2 separate regions of the Mus musculus genome follow, and region 1 is linked to region 2. A link is a contact called in public promoter capture Hi-C data. All regions are on one chromosome and are shown on one strand. The core of a region is the stretch at or near the end of the contact, and the rest is flanking DNA. Distances in the headings are between cores, read along the strand shown. Region 1 has its middle 24 kb from the start of Tmprss11e. Region 2 overlaps Tmprss11e (transmembrane protease, serine 11e).

What was found. Promoter capture Hi-C pulls out the DNA fragments that hold promoters and counts their contacts.
Region 1: a contact with region 2 is called in a promoter capture Hi-C map of liver, with 2.6 times the contacts expected there. The contact joins two enhancer-like sites. A contact is called at or near these places in 9 of 39 promoter capture datasets (the 3T3-L1 cell line, 3T3-L1-derived adipocytes, the HPC-7 cell line and 5 more), 3 of 484 Hi-C or Micro-C datasets (liver, nephron progenitors and olfactory sensory neurons), 1 of 115 datasets of contacts at active chromatin or transcription factors (pancreatic cancer cells) and 3 of 9 other capture datasets (adipose tissue, liver and pancreatic islet).

The regions. Positions count from the first base shown.
Region 1 is chr5:86,766,895-86,773,496 of GRCm38.p6, forward strand. No RefSeq gene overlaps it. Among named protein-coding and RNA genes, the nearest start is that of Tmprss11e, 24 kb to the left of the region's middle. Within about 2 kb of position 2,542, at least 4 of the 459 cell types and tissues checked have an H3K27ac peak or open chromatin away from gene starts, as enhancers often do.
Region 2 is chr5:86,734,630-86,742,156 of GRCm38.p6, forward strand. All of the region lies in intron 1 of Tmprss11e (transmembrane protease, serine 11e), which reads right to left. Among named protein-coding and RNA genes, the nearest start is that of Tmprss11e, 7.4 kb to the right of the region's middle. Within about 2 kb of position 1,367, at least 15 of the 459 cell types and tissues checked have an H3K27ac peak or open chromatin away from gene starts, as enhancers often do.

The DNA.
Region 1 (6,602 bases), core at 1,292-3,791, 33 kb after region 2:
GACATTAGTGGAAGCAGAGGCCCATCATGCCATGAAGGCATGATGCCCCAGAGTAGGGAGGTGGGGGAGGGGGACAGACCCTCCTAGAAGCAGGAAGAGGGGTTATCAGATAGAGGGTTTCGGAGAGGGAAATCAGGAAAGGGGATAACATTTGAAATGTAAATAAATAAAATATTAAAGGGAAAAAAGATGTTCTTTCCTCGGATTTAACAATTATATTGTATGAGAATTTAAAAAACAGTTTCACTGATTTTTATTCAAAAGTTTTTCTTCAGGTTAGACATTTTCCTAGATAATATAGAAAAAAAATCTCAAAGTTACTCAACAGATACAGATATTTACTTAATACACTCAAGTAACATATCATTAAGAATATACTCTTTGGGCTGGCGAGATGGCTCAGCGGGTAAGAGCACTGACTGCTCTTCCGAAGGTCCTGAGTTCAAATCCCAGCAACCACATGGTGGCTCACAACCACCTGTAATGAGATCTGATGTCCTCTTCTGGTGCATCTGAAGACAGCTACAGTGTACCTATGTATAATAATAAATAAATCTTGAAAAGAAAAAAAAATTATATTCTTCACATGCATTTGCACATACACACTCAATTCATTCCCCCCAAAACACAGAGAAATCTTTTTTGAGATGCTTTTATTTTGGTTTTTTAATTAACATATGATAATGCTCATATTTGTGGCATAATAGGAGATGTTGCAATACATTTCACAGTGTCCAAATCAGGGCAAGCATAACTGTCCCCTTAAACACAAAGTGCACACACAAGCACCATAGGTTCAGCATAAGCTTATACCATGAGCACAATAAACCCCTTCACTGAGAGGATGGAGAAGCTGTAAGGCAGCAGTGTGGGTGCCTATGTGAGCCTTGAAGGATGATGGAAGGAGCAGACAGAATAAGGACTAAGGTGGATGCATAAGGAACAAATGTCAATACCAGGGGGAAATATAGTTAATTTCATGAAGTTTATTTCAAATGATTTCATGGATAACTATTTGACCACAATATTGTATATGTAGCACATACCTTATGAAAGAAAGATGTAGGGTAGTTTTCGTTGTCAAATCATATGTCCAACAATAAGGTCTGCGAGAAGCCAGTGTAGAAGGGAAATCCTTGGCGTTGTTAGTGAGAAGGGGTAGATTTGCTGCAGGAAAGTGAGAACAAGATTGACACGTGATTTTCCCTCCATAATACTTACAGTGAAATGTGGAAGCACAAAGTTGAGACACGCGCACGCGCACGCGCACGCGCACACACAATTTAATTACTTAGTTAAACTTACTGTTTAGTTGAACTTAAGAGAAACGGCTTTTTAAAAAAGAAATGAATATGGCCCCAGCGACGAAAAGAGAATGCCAATATTAACAAGTTTCCTAACTAGAGAAGCAACAGTTGTTCTTTACCCCCACAGGAGTAGATGAGAAGGAAGTCAGAATCCAAAATTTCTGTTGGCAATGCTCTGACTTGGGTGGAACGATCAAGAACAAAGATGCTCTGGGATGAAGGGGATAATCCAGAAGCAAAAAGGGACCTAAGGCAGCATGGTTAATAGCTCACCATAAAGGTAGGCACCAGGTGTCAAGATCTTTTGTTCCCCTCCCTCCTGCCATCCAGCACTGACCTGTGTCTCCACACAGAATGGCAGAGACATAGAGCCATGTCCCCATGGGCTGGAGACAATGAAAAAAAATAGTGATCACTCACTAGGAAAGGGGTTCGGGGGTGGGGTGGGGGAGTGAGCAGCAGTCATCAAGTTTTCTCACCAGGCCTAACATTCAAAGTAGGCAAGAGAGACTGCAAGGGAAGAAATATGTTAGGAGAATCTTCTAGAACATAAACATGTAAAAACTTGCAACAGACAGTGAATTTTACACAATGAAAAACAGACAGAACGTGGCAGAAAGGTCTGGGAGAAGCCAGTGTAGAAGGGAAATCCTTAGCATTGTTAGTGAGAAGGGGTAGATTTGCTGCAAGAAAGTGAGAACAAGATTGACACGTGATTTTCCTTCCATAATACTTACAGTGAAATGTGGAAGCACAAAGTTGAGACGCGCGTGCGCACACAACTTAATTACTTAGTTAAACTTACTGTTTAATTCCATAAGCAGTACAACTATGAGGTTAAAACTTTAATTTCAGGGATAGCATTGATGGAGAACTTGGCTGTCTTGATTTGAAGTTCTGCCTAAATCAAGTTTTACATTAGATACATAATTGCTTTTAGCTTTGTTTCAGATGATATGTGGCTGTTCTTATGCCTGGGCCTCCTGCCAATTGCCCCCTGGGACTAAATGTAATCATTATTTTCTCTGCGACTAAAGAGATTTTTTTGGAAGCTGCACTCAACTTGCTCTTTAGTTAATATGCTTACTTTTTAGTTCTCCCGAGAGCATCCTTCTTCCCCACCTGGAAGATCTCCTAGACCTTAATCTTAAATCTCTTTGTCTTTGTCTCTGTCTCTGGCCTCATTTCCAGCACCATGACCATTCTTTCACCAGCCTCACTTTTTTTTTTTTTCCCTGACCTGAGTCATGGCCTCTCCCAATCTGGCTCATTCAAACACCACTTAAATCTGGGTGAAGGACGATTTAAAGCTTTAGTAGCATACATAACTAAATAACTAAGTGTTCTTGTAGAGTTTGAGGCTGCAATATCTCATAGGAAGTCAGAGCAAATACAAGTCATCTGCACTTGGAATGAAATGCTAACACTGCAGTTTTCTCCTTATGTGGAACATGCCTAAATGTATTTCTACTTTAAAAAATAATAATAATACTTAATTTTTAGTTTTTTTCTCCAGGGTTAGCATTCAAAACAGATGACATAATACTCTTAAGGAACACAACAGCATAAGCTTGTTAATGAATATACATTTTTTTTCTCCTTTGTGAGAGGCCTACTGGTTGAGAATAATTTCATTTACTCACAAGAAATAATTTGAGAAATAAAAATCCACATTTTCAGCTGTGAATGTTAAAAAGTTGTTGACTGCATAAAATTATATCTTAATATGCCAATGTTGTTATAAGTGCCTACCTAAAATCAAATTACTAAATCCTAACTCAGTGTACAGGCCTCTCAATGTGTTTATTACACCATGCAATCACATAACCTATTTTGTGCAACTAAAGAATAGAACCAGAAAACTTGTCTGTCAACTTGGAATCATAAATATTGTCTGTTTAGTGAGATGAACTATAATTTTCAGATGATCCAGTACATTTTCTCTGGGTTGACAACTCTACTGGAAAAAAACAAAACAAAACAAAATATCAGTGTATGTTTTAATAACCATAAAATCATAGATATAATAATAATCATCATAAAATAATAATTTGAGGGCTGGTGAGATGGCTCAGTGGGTAAGAGCACTGACTGCTCTTCTGAAGGTCCTGAGTTCAAATCCCAGCAACCACATGGTGGCTCACAACCACCCGTAATAAGATCTGATGCCCTCTTCTGGTCTGTCTGAAGACAGCTACAATGTACTTATGTATAATAATAAATAAATCTTTGGGCCAGAGCGAGCAGGGACTGAGCAAGCAGAGTTGACCAGAGCAAGCATGGCCAACCGGAGTGAGCAGAAGTCCTAAAATTCAATTCCCAGCAATCATATGAAGGCTCACAACCATCTGTACAGCTACAGGGTACTCATATATAAAATAAATAAATAAAATAAATCTTTAAATAATAATTGGAATTATGCAATTCTAATATGCCTCCTCCATAGTAGATATCTACATGCTAAGCTACTAGAGACGGAGGTGACCTGATAGTACCATATTTCTTCCTGGTGAAACCAGTCATTGAGACTTTAGTTGCTTCTGCCTTATGTCTGGTCATTCACATTTCTTGCTGAATTGTACATTTTCCAAACTTGTTTTGCTTTTGAGCTAAATTATGATCTTCTCGTTTTGTTGATCTGGGACTCACTGTAATAACTTTGCAGACAGCGTACTTAGACAGACTATCCCTCTGTGATTATTTTCTTTTGTAATTAAGTGTTCTACCAAGTAAAGCAAGCTTTACAATTTTTTTAGTAAGAGTAGGTTCCAATGGAAGGTACATACAGTGTCATCTTTTTCTGCATACTCACAAAAGCACCAGTATGCAAGCATAGTCACCAACTACAGAGCCTCACATTGGGTTGCCATGTTTTGTTTATGAGGCTAGAAAGATGACATTGCAGTTAAGAGCACTTGATGTTCTTCTCACTGAGGACCAGTGTTCCAGCACCTACATGATGGCTCACAAAAATCCTAAATTCCTGTTGAGGGAATCTGGCACCCTCTTCTGGCCTCCCTGGGCACTAGGCATGCTTCTGCAGGCAAAACACTCATACACAGAAAAGAAAGAGCAGGCCATTGGTGGGAGCCTTTCATCTTAGCACTTGGGAGGCAGAGGCAGATGGATCTCTGAGTTCAAGGCTGGCCTGGACTACAGAGTGAGTTCCAGGACAGCCAGGGTCTACACAGAGAAATCTTGTCTTGTAAATAATAATAATATTAAGAAGAAGAAAATTTTACATAATTATCTATGTATTCATATATAATTATCATTTTAAATAATTATCATTTAAAAATAAAAAAATAAGATGTTCCTGCTTAGTAATATAAACTTAGTTGCAAGACAAACCTTTGTCAATCTACAGATATCATTTCTTTTTTCTTTTCTTTTTTAAAATTTTTTTTTATTTTGGTTTTTCGAGACAGGGTTTCTCTGTAGCCTTGGCTATCCTGGAACTGACTCTGTAGACCAGGCTAGCCTTGAACTCAGAAATTGGCTTGCCTCTGCCTCCCAAGTGCTGCGATTAAAGGCATGCACCACAACACCCAGCTCAGATATCATTTCTTAAATGTGGATTCAGCCTACTGTCTGCCTGAAAATTCTTAGGCTTTATCAGTTTTGGGAAGGTGGTTAGCATATATTAATTATACATAAAATGTTTCAGTATGATATACAAGCATGCATGGATAGAATCTATTTTGAGCAGAGTCATTCCTTTTTTAGTTTGTCTTGTCCTTCTCCACTCTCACTGACCTACTCCCTCTTTAAACATAACCCTCCTCGTATCTTCCCATCTTTCTATTTCGATTTTATTTTTTGATGATCCAATGAGTTTCATTCTGATTGCTCAGAGGAACATGGATCTCAGTTTGCTTTCAGGAGCATAGACACCCTAACGGTAGATACAAGATAGAAGAATGCATTTCTCTCTCTTCATCAACCATGAACTGAGAAAAAATTTTCACAGAGTGAGGAGTCCTCAGGAGCCCCATCCCCACCCCATGGCAGGGTGTTAATGGCCTCAGACTTACCCAGAGCTTATGTGTATGCGGCAGTCACAGGTGCTATTGACCAAGAGCACAACAGTCAGATTACACCTGGAAGTCAAGTTGGCATTTTACACCCTTTTTATTGCCCTCTTCCCCCTGACCTACTTCATTCTTATGAACACATTTACGTCCAGAAGGACAAAGTAGGAATTCCAGCCACATACGCACTAGCAACTTTCCCTTTGTCACATCCTGAAGACAAACTGAAAGAGTCCATACAAAAATACAACTTTCACCTCAAAAATGATAAAAGCTTATTCTGGTGACCACGGCCAAGACACAGAGATTTAGGTCATCCCAAACTCTACATTCCAACATAAAAACAGTTAAGTCATAAATCAAGACCCTTTTCAAATACATCGATGAGAACATCAGAGAGGTGAGTCAGAGAAGAATGGGGAAGCATGCTTTCGGCTTCAGAGGCCGTCGGATAACACGCTTGCCTTTTGGCTTGGCGGAGGTCCGGGTTCTACTCACCTAAATATATTTCAAAGGGAAATTGGTGCTCTGCGTTCCAAGTGACTCACTTAGTGGTCACAAGACTCCTAGGTCAGGTACAGAGGACGGCAATAAGTGGCCATTAAGAGGGTTAAAGATGGACCAAGATAACTTCATGCTGGATTTGTAACATTCTAAATTTGCCACAAAAACTTTGATCAGTTCATCATCCTTGCAGAAGTGCCCATTTGAAGGTGCAGCGTCTCTCTGGGAACTTTTGTTCACAAAAGGAAACTGTATTGGAGTGAATGTGGCACCATAGCGATCATAATATAACTTTCTTATCTACAGAAAATGTTTTTAAAGACTAACCTGGGTGAACCAATGACACCTTTGTGGACCATTTACCAACAATAGAGCAAATATGGGTTGTCCTCTAGTGAAAATATGATTTTTCATTCAAGTGTATTCTGGGTATGTATGCATATGTGCTGGCATCTGCTATATTGAAGTCTCCTGGGTGCCAAGGAAGAAATAAGAAATTCAGTTGAGTCATGAGTTCTAGGAGTAATAAGTTCTGGTAGCAGCTCCTAGCCAGTGGCCATAAATCAGCACCTTGTAGTTCCATGGTGGTTCATAGAAATATTTAGTTTGTTTATAGCAATACAAAAAAAAGAAAGAATAAAGAAAAAGAAAGAATAACTTACCAGTGTTGGAAAATAAAAATAAAATTTCTCTTCAGAGTTCTCTTCCAAGAGCCTGGTGGTGGTAGTGCATGCCTTTAATCCCAGCACTCAGGAGGAAG
Region 2 (7,527 bases), core at 117-2,616:
ATTAATTAATTTAAAAAATGAAAATGGTACTACACAGAGAAACCCTGTCTCGAAAAACCAAAAATAAATAAATAAATAAATAAATAAATAAATAAAATGGAAATGGCACTAAAGGTTTTTGCACAGAGTATGCAAATCCTTCAGTCATGCCACAACACAGGGAGGTTTCTAGAAGACAGCCTCCAAACAAAACTAAACAAAATATACAGCAGAGGGAGAAAAACAAGCCCTGATCTGGTATCTTCTCTTTGGCACCCATAGGAAAGAACAGAGTGGTTGTTTAGCAACACCATTATTAGGCCTCCATAAAATGCACAGCATGTAATATACTAAACTTCAGCCTCTATGATTAACGTCTAAGCAAAAATAGCTGCCTAACACTTACTACGTCCTCAATACTGGTGGTGTCGATCACAGTTCATTAAAAGGAATTTGATAGGAAGGGAACTCTATGAAATCAGTCAGATATAAAGCACTCCAATAAACTTTTAAAATATCTGACCAGATTTTAGAAGCACTATTGTATTGTAAAATAGCTAAAGATTATTGGAATGGTAGGGATAAAAGGCTTTTAAAATATCTCATTGTTTGATAAACCAGTAGGTTCTAAGTAGATATTTTAACAGAAATCCTGTATTTAACTATTAAATTAGTCAAACCCCATAGTTTAACCATTTCTGTATTAAATCTACCACAAAACTCAGGTGATTTTTTTTGCAGTAGTGCTGGCAAGACTGCACATGAAAGCATCAGACCCCATAAAAGTTTTATGTAAATGCTAGTAGTGTGTCTGCAGTGCAGACGGGATGTGATCTACATGACCCTACCGTCCATCTCTTTATAAACTTCCCAGCCAGATATGCTATGACTCAGGAGACCACAAATGACATACATGCTGACACTGTGCCCAACCTCTAGAAATTAATAATTATGGATAGATGGAATACCATAATTTTTACAAAAAGATGCCATTGAATGGTTAGGTCTAGATAGGATTACACTTATAGTTGATCTATTGTAAGCTTTAGTATCACTAATGTTTACTGTCCGCAAACTCTTCTGTTCAAGATAAAAAAAATAAAATGGCATGAAGAAACAATTTGGGAAAAAAAAAACCAATTTGCTATAGCAGGACAAACAAAGCACACCACTGAAGCCAGAGCTGGGGAACTGTACCTCTCAGACGGGGTGGGGCAGGAATTACCAGCCATGTCTACACTACTGTGTCATGGAGGGGTATACAGAAGGAGGGTTGAGGCAACTGAGTTGGAGACTTTTCTGCCACTTTGAGCACAGAGCTTCAGACAGTCAAACACTCTGTCATGTTAACTGTGATCCTCCCACATCCCCATTCAGACTTTGACCTTAATCCTGCTGTGAGAGTTTGCTCAACAGCAGGAACTGGCTGTGAACTTGAAGAGGAGTGACCTGTGTCTTAGTCTTACTTGGAACAGAAATCTGAGTGCAAACATCATAGAACTCCCAGTAGCCCGGCCTCCAGCAATATGATGTTATAGGCTCCTATTTTCTCAAGAATCAATGGGCATAAATGGAAATTTACCTTAGTGTCTTATAAGTATTAGCATTGAACTAATGTTCAATATCTCAGATAATCTAGAAATAATGTTTATATTATTATAATTAATGTTCAATGTACTAACCAGTTTTCATATTATTTTTCAAATGTGCTGTTTTTCTGTTGGTTACAGTTGCAGACAGTTTGACATGCAACAAGCCAAGAGACTTAAGACACTACAAGTAGTTTTTTTAATCAATAGTTTTACTTTTAGGAAATGCATATAGGAAGGAAGTTAAGAAATCTTTTACCCATCATTTTTGACACTTCTCAATGTTTTTAATCTACCATAAGTTGTGTTTTGTGTCAATTTAAAATAAAAGCCCCTGAAAATATTACATGTACCAGTTAAGTATCAAATCTATGAAAGCTTATGGTTCTTAAATACTTGTTTTCTAAGCTGGTTTTAAAATCTTTGGCCCTGATAAAGCTTAAAATTGGGATTTCCAGGTGGAACAGAAGCTAAGCCCTGTGGTTTCCTGAGAAGCAGAGAAACCCATCATCAAAGGACCCCTAAACAAGCTACAAGCTCCTGTGTATCCTGAACCCTTATTTGAATTACCTTAGCAACAGTGTGTAGTTAGAAAATGCATAGACCTCTTTTTATCATAATATGGTTGTTCAAAGGAAGTGACTTTACTCAACAAATTTCTTGCCACAAACAACAACCTGTAACATATGTGTGCTAACATTTAAACTTTAAGTGCATCATTACACACTTAACCATACTCAAAAGTTTTGGCATTTTAATATTAATACATTATTAACATTCTCAAATACTTATATAAGTAAGATATATTTTCTATGTAAATCAATAGCCTGAAACTACAATGAAGTGTTCTAATCAGAACCCCAGCGATTATAGTTACCAACATCCATGAGTTTAATTTATATCTATAAACTCATAGCTACCAAATCCACAGCTGCGACTCAGCTTCCCAACTTTAGAGCTGAGTATTCACCTGCTTCCTGTTTGTCCAGTGGCTCCATCCCTGTGCGTGAAGTTGAAACCCCTAAATGCCTATCTCAACTATTGTCCTTTTCCTTAATAAATGTTCCCTTAATAAATAGCTAGGAAACTTGAGAACCTGCAGGATAAAGGTGTTCTTCATTGATATAAGCCACCATTTGAGGTCAGGTCTGATTGCACAAGCCTATAATCCCAAATACTCAGAAGCTAACTTGAAAAACTTAATGAAACACTGTCTCAAACTTTCAAAAATAAAATTAAGGCTGGGAGATAGATAACACAGTGGTTGAAGTCTGGTTTAGACTGCTCAGGGCTTCTGGTGCTTTGAATAGGAACACTCCTCTGTCCCCCAGTGACTTGAGTGCTTAAATGCTGGGCCCAAAGGGAATGGCTCCATTAGAAGGTGTAGCCTTGTTGGAGGATGTGTGTCACTGTGGGAGGAAGCTTTGAGGTCTCCTATGCTCAAGCTATGCTCAGCATGGTATCGTCTCCTGCTGCCTGCAGATCAAGATATAGAACTCTCAGCTCCTCCTCCAGCATAGTGTCTGCCTGTACATTGTCATGCTTCCTGTCATGATGCTAATGGAGTAAACCTCTGAAACTGTAAGACAGCCCCAATTAAATGGTTTCCTTTATAAGAGTTGCTGGAGCCATGGTCTCTCTTCACGGCAATGAAACCCTAAGACAAGGCCCTAGATTCAATCTTCTGTCCCACAGAAAGAGAGTAAGGAAGAACAGAAAGAAATAGAGAGAGAGAAGGAAAACTTGCCATGTGAATAAGTAGATACCAATGGAGCCCACTGTGGTGTCTAGACTCCTGATTCGTATTTCATAACTAGAACACATATTAATTAATTAGAGATTAAATATTCTTTTTAGATCGTGACTTAGAACATATGTGCTCATTTGTGGTGAACAGCATGGGAAAAGGAGCCTAAGTACCTAATTACCAGCTACTCATCCCATAGCCGCTGGCCATCAGACCTGTTTTACACTAAACTAAATGACATCATCTACAGTTACTCTTACCCTGTCTTTGCTAGTTAAATCTCCCACTACTGATATACAGAACAGATTATCTGTGGTAATGTGATTACCATTCTATGCCATGTTTAGAAGGAAAGAACCTCAAGATAAATGGTTGGTAGGATTCTGGAAAATTCTATATCAGAAAAAGAGATGATAGCCTACTTTTATTTAATGTTTTCTAATAGCAATGTAATTTCTGAAATACAAATAATAAATTTAGTACAACGTTTCAAGACATGGACATCCCAATTAAGGATCTTCTTGTTACAGCCAATCATAATCAGAAGTGAGGATTTTGAATATTAATCTTCCTGGCTGTCTTCTACCCAGCCATGATGGAATGCTGGCTACAACTCCTGCCTGATAACCCCTCTCCTATAACTATGGCCCTTGGCTATCCTGCACAGCTTTTTCCTATAAACACGAGGCCAGCTGCTGACTCTAGAACATTTTACTGTCCTTTGGTTTTTTGTTTTGTTTTGGTTTTTGGTTTTGTTTTGGTTTTTAATTTATTTACAATCCAGCCACTGTCCCCTGTCCCAGTCCCCCCTCCACAGTTCCTCAATCCCAGTCCTCCTCCTCCATTTCCAAAAGGATGTTTGCCCACGACCAGGCCTCCCCACTCCCTGGAACCTCAAGGATTAGGTATATCTTCTCCCACTGAGGCCAGATCAGGCAGTCCTCGGCTATATTGTATCCAGGGCCCCACACCAGCTCATGTGTGCTGCCTGGTTGGTTGCTCAGTGTACAGTGCTTTGTTTTATGGCCCAGAATATGTTCTATCATGATAAATTTTCCGTATGCGTTTGAGAAGAATTTGTACTCTTGCCCTTATTGGGCAGAGTGTTTGGCACGGGTCAATCAGCCCAAATTGTTCTAGTGTCTTCAGGTTCTCTGTGTCCAACCTGAGTTTCTGACCACTCGTTCTGTCAGATACGATGAGGGAAGAGTTGTCATCTCCAGGAGTAACTGTGAATTTGCCAGTTTTGCCCGTCAGCACTACCTGCTTTATTTATGTGAACCTCTACTCTGTAACAGAGGTAAATACATTTTGGACTTTTATCATTTTGGCCGGCTTAGCCTTTTATCAACATTCGAAAGTCAACTTTATCTAAGGTTAATATACACACTTACACATATATTTTGATTAGTGTGGATGTGATATATACTTGTTTATAGTATGTTTAACTTTTCTATATTATCATACTTAGGATATATCATACTTTCTTCAACAAGAAAAACAGTCAGGTCTCTGTCCTGTTACTTAATCCTGTCTGAAAAATCTCTTTCAGTGTGCATTTATATTTAATTTTTTGAATGACATTCACTTGTTTGTGGGGAAGAGCATACATGTCACACCTTGTTAGTGGGAAAGGTATGCATGTATGCGTAGAGATCAGAGGACAACTCCCAAGAGTCAGTTCTCTTCTCCCTCTATGTTTGTCCAGAGGATCAAACTCAGGTCACCAGGATTGGCGCCATGCCTTTAGCCACTGAGCCAACCCTTCAGTCCAATCTTTCAGTATTTAGACCATATACATTCAGTATGATTATTGATGCATTCGGGCTATTTTGCTTTGAAAAAAAAACCTATAGTATCATACATTTTCCTTTAAACATTCATATGTATCTTAAAGACCTTGAGAAAATAATAATCTATTCTATATATTCAAAAACAATAATAATCTTCAGTTACAAGCTCTGTAACTTCAAGCTAATGATTTCCATTGTCTTACCTGGTGAGCTAAAACATGGGCTTTTGGTTTTGAACAGCCTGAGTTTGTCCCTTATAGTGGCCTTCATTAGCTAGATGGCACTGGGAAGTTGCTTGCCTCCCGAGGTCTATATGTCCTCACCAACAAATTGAACCAATGTCATAATCCAATTCATAAAATATCTTCAACAGCAAACATCGAGCATTTCTAGAGCTCCTGGAACCTTGTCAAACACACAGTATATACTCAATGATTGTTCCCTACTGTCATTATTTCCTTCATAACAAGAAACCAATTTGCTTTACAAATGGCCTCATGTGTGCATGAGGGGTTATGGAAGGAAGACAGAGGAACCTCCCAGACCCGGTCCTAATCTATCTTTTCTTGACATCCAAGACCCACTTTAGGCAAAGAACAATTAGATTTGAAAACAAACATTGTAGAAAAGCACTCATCTTGGGGTCAATATGGTGCTAAGTTCTGAGGATTCATGCAGCTACTTTCTGTTAGCCATGGTGAGGACAGATTAGTGTAAGTATTAGAACACCCTGAATTCTCAAAAACCAGTGCTCCGTCAGGTAGGAAGTGACCAAGTGATTAATGATGGCTTGACTGTAATTTCTTTTGAATGACTGTGTTAAAATGTCATAGCTGTATGTTAGTTTATTATTTTTGGAATTTTCTTGACTAGAAAAGTTGAGATGCAAAGGTAAATGTCCTTTAAAAAGACAAGGAAAATTAACTCATCTTCTCCAATGGAGTACTTAGGAGCCCAAGGTTGGTAACATGCTAGAGACAGAAGGGAGGATGAGAAAACATAACCGGGGCAAAAACATGCATGTTAAACCTTCAGTTCCACCAATCATGGAATCATAGATTTAGAAGACTCAGTCTCACATATCTGTATGTATTGCCACCTGATATTAAAATTAGCTGCTCACAGGGTTGCTATAAGGCAACAAAGGACAAAATATATGTGGAGATGAAATATCTACCACGGAGTGTTATTATTCCTCCTGCGCAGATTATTATTTAGCTAGGAAGAATAAGCACAAGAGAGCCACTGTACCACATGGCCATTACAGTTAATAACAACATATCATGTGCATGAAAAATACTGAGAGTACATTTTACCTGTCCTCATACCCAGAAAGAAAAGTCTACCTGAAATACTGTGCATGTTCGTTTGCTTAACTTAGCCATCCCATAATGTTTAAGCATTTCAAGTCAACATGTACATATTAAATGTATAATGTTAATTATTTAAAAGGTCATCTATTTTTATTTAAGTTCTATAAGTATTAATCATAACAACAGTTCCTGGGCCACGGAGTTAGCCCACACAAGTCTGTCTCTCCTTCTAAACTACGCAGAGAACACAGGTGCACTGGGAGGTCAGATTCTATCTCTAGCGCTGACTGACTCACCTATTCCTGTGGCCATATGCAAATTATCTATACCCGCAGAGCTGAGCTACCTTTGTAGAATGGAATTTGCATGCTTCCTGTTGCAGAGGCTAATTTTAAAGAACACTTCTTGAATAACTGAAGCAGTCTTTGAAAATATATAACTTTTTCTATCTCTTGGCACAGTAAAGACAATTGAACTAGTCGTAAGAGGGCACACATAGATGAAGAGAAAAGACCCTGTAAGGATGGGTCAGCATTGTGATTAAAACATGAGCTTTAGGGCCTTATATACCTGCCTGTATTCATTTTCAGTTCTGTCATCCATTGCCAATGGGAAAAAAAATTATGTCTCTGAGCATCCATTTCTCCATCTATAGAATGGGTACAAATTAGCCATACGTTGTTATAAAGTTTAAATATTAGTAATGTTTTACAGTGGAAGTTGCTACATAATATCATTCTCAAAGGATAGCAATTATTATTTTGTCCTAATCTGACACTGATTTAACTTTAGAAAAAGTGGGGAAAAAATCCCTCTGTGTTTACTTAAACAGCTTCAAAATGCACATATCATCTGACATCTTCAGATGAAATGTGGTGAATTAAATTTTAATGATGCTTCAGTGGGATTTTGGATTTCTCTGAAACTACTTAGCATCTTAGAATTACTATTTGAAAGCTCTGAGAACTCACCCTAGCATACAAGCCAGGTATATACTTGGAGAACAGTCAGGCTTGCAGTCTTAGCGTGATGTCTTAATGTATCTGCAGGCCACTCTCATTCTCAGCCTTTAATCCTTTCTGATCCCTAATCTACTGGTCTCAGAC